2 separate regions of the Sus scrofa genome follow, and region 1 is linked to region 2. Evidence: chromatin contacts called from public HiChIP or PLAC-seq data. All regions are on one chromosome and are shown on one strand. The core of a region is the stretch at or near the end of the contact, and the rest is flanking DNA. Distances in the headings are between cores, read along the strand shown. Region 1 holds the start of C13H3orf38. Region 2 holds the start of NSUN3 (tRNA (cytosine(34)-C(5))-methyltransferase, mitochondrial).

Region 1 (2,867 bases), core at 130-2,629, 2.0 Mb after region 2:
TGGCGAAAATGTAAAAGCGACTTAAAAGCAGAAAAAGTTTTAAAAGGCAAGTCTTTTGTAGATACTTAAGTCATACGCTAGTATGAGTCGGAAATTTACACATTTTAAAGTAAAACTCAGCAAATTTAAAATAAAACTAGCTAGGTAATATACAAGATGATACAATTAAACTACTCATTGAATTTTTATATGGGTTAGTTAATCCATGAAACAAACCTACTCTACTGAAATGTTTATTTGGCTCTGAAAGTAATTCAGTCCTAGTTCACAGAATTATCTCAGAAAAAACTGGATCCAAAAGGAGACATGGCTTCAAACTATCTGCTCTTTTACAACAGTGATTTTACGTAGCAGACTGATACAAAGTGTTTATGGTATCTTCTCCCAAGCACGTAGAAAAAAATTGGCAACAGCTGACACTCCTAAACGAAACTGAAAAAGGAAACACCGTGACTCAACTGAAATCTTTACCAAAAAAAAAAAAAAAAAAAAAATCACTATTCACGAACTTTGAATTCTCGAAACAAGCAGCATTTGCCCCATAACATTTAATGATTAAAACCTGGAAGCTGCGTCGTTTTCAGCGCCTCCACTTCCCCCACGGCCTAGGCGCGGCGGGACCACCCCAGGCTGCACCGTGGTTCCAAAGACACAGAGCAGCGCGGTGGCCTTGATTCCCCTAAGGTTCCGCACCAGCGCGATCCCGGGCGGGCTGCAGGCAAGGCCCGGGAGGGCCTGCACTCACACGTTCCCGCAAGCTAGGGACCGGGGAGGCGTGGGAAGGGCCGGCCGCCTCGGGGAGTAGGGTCTACCCTTACCTTGGCGGTCTTCAGGCTGCACTAGGCGGTTGGTGATGGTGTCACATAGGGCCAGGATTTCGTCGTTGTTCAGCAGGCCGAGCAGGTTACGACAGCCCTCCATCTCTGCATGACTAAGCCCGGACATCTCGACCCCCAGGAAGAGGGGGGTGGAGAAGACGACGCCAAGAACGTCGCTTCCCTCAGGCCCACCGGGCCAGCGCCTAGGCAACAGATACCGGAAGTGTCTTTCCTTAAGTTCGCCGCCAAAGGGCCTCGGGTATTCCAGGCCCGTGGGCGGAAGTGATCGTCAGTGAGGGCGATCAGGAAACGCCGTGCTCCAACCTGTTGTTCCGGGCTGGCTGGGACTAAGTGCATTCCCAGGGACTTCACTTTAAGGAAGCACCGCGTTTACACCAGGGACACTGACCTTCCACAAAGGAAAACGAATCTCTGAGCTCTTCAAGAGACCCTCCTCCAGAAGAGCGCCTGGCAGAGCTACGCAGGTGCGTGGAAAGCGAACGGCGGCCCCGCGCACGGCGAACTCCCGTCATTCCGCTGGGCCGCCCAGTGAAGGCAACTCCTCCCCTCCCGCAGGCCCAGCCCCTCGGAGCACTTGAAAGTTCTCCGCAGCCACTTCTGAGTTGGGTGGACCTATAGTTTCATATTCTAAAATTACATAGTTCTGTGTTAAAATAATTTGTTTTGAAAAACATTATACTTGGAAGATTTAAGGGAAACGTCATCTGTCATTTGCCACTTCTGCCTGCCTTCCAGCTGACTTTCCAAAATGCTGGGCTCGTCTGTGGCTTCCCTTCTAATCCTCGGGAGCTTGACTTTAGTGTAAGGTTGGGAACACTGGACGTCAGACTGCCAGGGTTTTATTCCGTCATTTACTGTGACTGTAAGCAAGCTCTTTGGTCCCCCAGTTTTCTGTCTGGAAGTGGATCTAGTAGAGATACCTACTTCATAGCGTTGTTGCTGCGGGGGCGGGAGGGGGGGCGAAGAACTGTGCCTGGTGCCGGGGAAGAGACCAGTATATATTAGCTCTTGCTATTACTGCTAACTAGTATGACAGCCAGCCACATTCATGAGAGGGGAACTTAAGACACATTGTCACTTGGTTCTGTCTCCTTCGATTGTTTTAGCTATATTTTAGATTTAACATTTAATTAGATTATTGCCAGTTAATAGGCGAAATGTACACATCTGCAGATCCAGGTGAGCAAGTTTAACTTTTTTTATTAATATCACAGCTAAATACCAGTAACAAAATACACTGTAAATACAGTCTTTAAGTTTTCAAAACATGGTTAAACTAACTTACTGATATCTTCTCTACCCACTTAATTTTTCTGTTTAGCATTTATACTGTGTTTTTGGCCCCCTGGTAGAATATGAATTCTGTGAGCCAGGCGTTTTTATCTTCTTTTTTCATTGCCTATTACAAAGCCTGGCTCATAGTAAACATGCAATAAAATATTTGAATAAACGAGTGAATTAAGGCCATTGGAGGATTTTAAACTGAGGAATAGCATGATCTGACTTGTTTCAAACTGGATCATTTTAATTGCTGGTGTTCACAACAGACTGCCAGAGGGCAGAGAACCCAACTAGAAGACTAATACAGTAGCCTAGGTGAGAGTGGAGGATGTGACAAGTTAGGGATTATCGCAAGGCTTTGGTTTGAGCAACTGGAGTGGATATTTACTGAGAGAAGAAAGACTGGGGGAAATAGGTTTCAATAGAGAAATCAGGAATTATCAAGAGAGATTAGGCTTTCTGAAGAGTGTGGTGATGCCCAGAAAGATTAAGCAAAGAATGAGGAGTGGGGCAGAAAAAGAATTACAGGTAAGAGAGAGCAGTAGTGAAAAAATGCATGGAATAAAACTGTGAGGCTATTTTTGGCTGGAGCCAAGGATAGTACAGGAGCCATAACATGAAGAGAAATTTAGTAACATCATGACAGAAAGGGCTCAGTATCAGGCCCCTCATGGATTTAATTTTTTTTTTTTTTTTTTTTTTTTGTCTTTTGTCTTTTTGTTGTTGTTGCTATTTCTTGGTCGCTCC
Region 2 (3,049 bases), core at 536-3,035:
ACTGTTTTGCTCTCTGTAGTTCAATGGGTATAGTATACTGTAGCAGTCACTCAGTGTAAAGAACCCACAGAGTAAAATACTGGCCAAACACAAAACTCACTAAACATACAAATTGCACTTCCCTCACATCTATGAATTAAATTTTTTTTTCTGCTTCCTATAATACATTTAAATAATTTGTGTGTGTGCATGTGTGTGTGTGTGTATGCACAAGCATTATGTTCAAAACATAGCCAGCTAAAGACAAGGAAGAAACATGATTACCAAATAAACTGAGTTTAGCTAAGATAGGCAGTGTTGGCTTTAAAGATGTGTTTCATTACCTTCTGAATTTCAGAAACTAGTCGTATATCCTCAAAAGTTTTAAGATTTTTCTGTTACAATATAATTAACTTTGTCAAACTGGTGGGGAGCCCTGTTTCAAAGATCAAAGCAATTACTCAAGACAAGGTCCTAACAAATCTTTGCTTACTATCACTTCAAGGCTTCTCTTCTCCCCTTTCTATCATCCTATGATTCAATCTATTTCTTCATCCTTCTTCCCTTCTGACCTCTCAGCAGGAAGTGGCAGCCAGGTTTAGATCCTTCATCTTTTATCTTCACAGTATCCCTCCCCAAGCAGGGTTTATTTCTTGTTCTAACATAAAGAGTCAAGAGATGAATAGTACTAACCTTACTGTATTCCAGGCATCTCCAAGTTCTCTGGAATATTGCTTTTCAAAATGATCCAAAACAACTTTGCAAATCTGTTTTGCAAGCTTCCTCTCTGATTTTGCTTTCAGCTATGATGATAAGAAAAGGTTGCTGACACACTCTGATAACACAAATTTACTGAACTTCAATATTAGCACAGTCTTTTTACTTAAGATAACACTTTTTTCCTGATAACTACCAGTTCTTACAACAGGAGCTGTAGCTCACATGTAACAAAATAGTATTGTGATACTCTAATCAATTACATTTCAATAAAACCTGTTTAAAAACTGAATTATGATACTCTACTTAGGAAAAAAAGGTTTCTCCCAATAATTACTGTGCAAATGTAAAGCAAAAATTAAATCAGAATGTTAACACAGAAATATCAAAAGAACAAATTTAATTTAAATAAGCCACTCCAACTGCTAACATTTGGGGAAATTGGGTGAAAAGTATATGGGAGGCCTGCATTATCTTTGCAATTTTTTGTAAATGTAAAATTATTCTAAAACAAATTTTATTGAGAATATTCATTCTAGTCTCCTGTGGAAACTTCTTTGCAATTCTATTTCATTTTCTAATCCAAGAAAAGTTTATCGATGGATAATATAGCAGACATCCTCCTAAGCTCCCAGGAAAGAGCAATGACAAAGGCTGTCTCAGCCCTCCAAGAGCATGCATTCTGCTCAAAGCTGAAGGAGGTGGATATTAAGTTTTGCAGGCTGGACTGCGAACATGTTATTTGAAGTGGAGGTGAGTCTTGGGAGAAAACGAAAAGGCCCGCGGGCACGCGTCCAAACACTCAGAACTATTCTAAGGCTTTACATTACAGCTAGAGAAACTCAGAGGTCACAAGGTTCCCCCCCGCCCCAAACCCAGCTCCCTCCCTCGCCACGTCGTCTGCCGGCGAAGTGTCTCGTTGAGTCAAAGGCACTCGGCTGGGTCCCAGTCCTCACCCGGGTCAACATCACCCCGTCAGGAAAGGTCAAATAAGAAGTCAATACCGCCCAGCCTGTAAAGCCTGCGCGGCACCTAAAACACAGCGTGTCTTCCGAACTTCTCCGGAATTCTCTTTCATCCCTCACTTTTCCGGTTTAACTTCTCGCGAGATACTGCTTTGCCCGAGTCATCGAAATCTCGCCAAAAGATCTAGGTCCCGCGAGAGGCAAACGAAAAGTTATTGCTGCCTCCAAAGGAAGCGGCGGTGCCTACCTACTCCCTGCGGCGAGCTTGAGCCCGTGGGCGGAGTCTTGGGTTGTCAGAAAGTCACGCCTCACGCTAAACGTCGCTCACAGCCCTCTGCTGATGTGCTCAGTGAAAGAATGGAAGTCTTCGTCACTTAGGTTTTTTGTGTGATCATTGTTTTAAGATGTTCTCAGAGGCTAGTTCCAGAGCTAATCTATCAAATCCGAAGACCTTTGTTAGCACAGGTATTCATAACTCAAGATAAAAGAACGGATATGATAAAAAAAATTGTTACTCATTTCCTAGAATTGGCCCATTGGCATAATCTCTCTTTTTCATTAATTTTTTAAAAATTAAACTGTAGTTGATTTAAAATGTTGTGCCATAATCTGTTTTAATGGGGAGCGTTAAAGGATTAAGTTGATTGAAATACACAGGTAAAGCGCTTAGCACAGAGACTAGAAAACAGTAAACGCCAAAATGTTAGCTGTTATTGTGTATTATTTTCACTTTCTTGATCTTCGTGATTATCATCAAGTTCTGATACGAAATACCTAACCACCAAAGTGTCCTTCCTTACACTCTAAACCCTACAAAATGACCCTCCTCACCACCTCTACTGAGAGAAGTGTTACTAGTTCTCAGGAAAGTATTACACCCATTCTTGATAGGAATAGCAATTTATTTGCTCCTTTAGTGTTATTCTTTAGTTGCTCCCTTGTAACAGTAGTCAGCAATTTATCAGAAAATCAGTGCTTAGTAGAATACCTAATACGAAGTAAGCATCATCTTTTTGAGGCCCTCGATGCTAAAAATATCAGTATCGGTGTATAACACAGGTGCAAATCTTAAGACCAAGTAAAATGATAAACGTCATTACCCCTAATGTGACTCGAAGTTTAATATATTTATTTAAACAAGTTCCCCAGTTATCTACTACTGAATTTAGATTTGATGCAAAAGAAAATATAATATTAAGAAGTGAGGTGATTAAATGCATTAGTTTGTTGTATGTTTAAAGAAAAATTATTAACTTTCAGCCTCTAAGAGATTTTATAAATTTATATTTTCTGTACTCATTATAGATTGTTGCATTTAAAGAATCAATATATTTGCAATGTAGACATACAAAAATGTTTAAGGAGGTAGTAGAAGTCAGATATACTAT

What was found. HiChIP or PLAC-seq counts read pairs in DNA pulled down with a chosen protein or histone mark.
Region 1: a contact with region 2 is called in an H3K27ac HiChIP or PLAC-seq map of alveolar macrophages. The contact joins the promoter of C13H3orf38 here to the promoter of NSUN3 in region 2. A contact is called at or near these places in 2 of 5 promoter capture datasets (fetal liver and liver) and 1 of 2 datasets of contacts at active chromatin or transcription factors (alveolar macrophages).

The regions. Positions count from the first base shown.
Region 1 is chr13:167,802,407-167,805,273 of Sscrofa11.1, forward strand. C13H3orf38 reads right to left here and starts at 1,380. Exons shown (of 4, transcript XR_002337963.1): 1 at 819-1,380.
Region 2 is chr13:165,821,397-165,824,445 of Sscrofa11.1, forward strand. NSUN3 (tRNA (cytosine(34)-C(5))-methyltransferase, mitochondrial) reads right to left here and starts at 1,786. Exons shown (of 6, transcript XM_003358877.5): 1 at 1,653-1,786; 2 at 673-782. The coding sequence starts at 1,664. LOC102166963 (a long non-coding RNA gene) reads left to right here and starts at 1,938. Exons shown (of 2, transcript XR_307201.3): 1 at 1,938-2,126.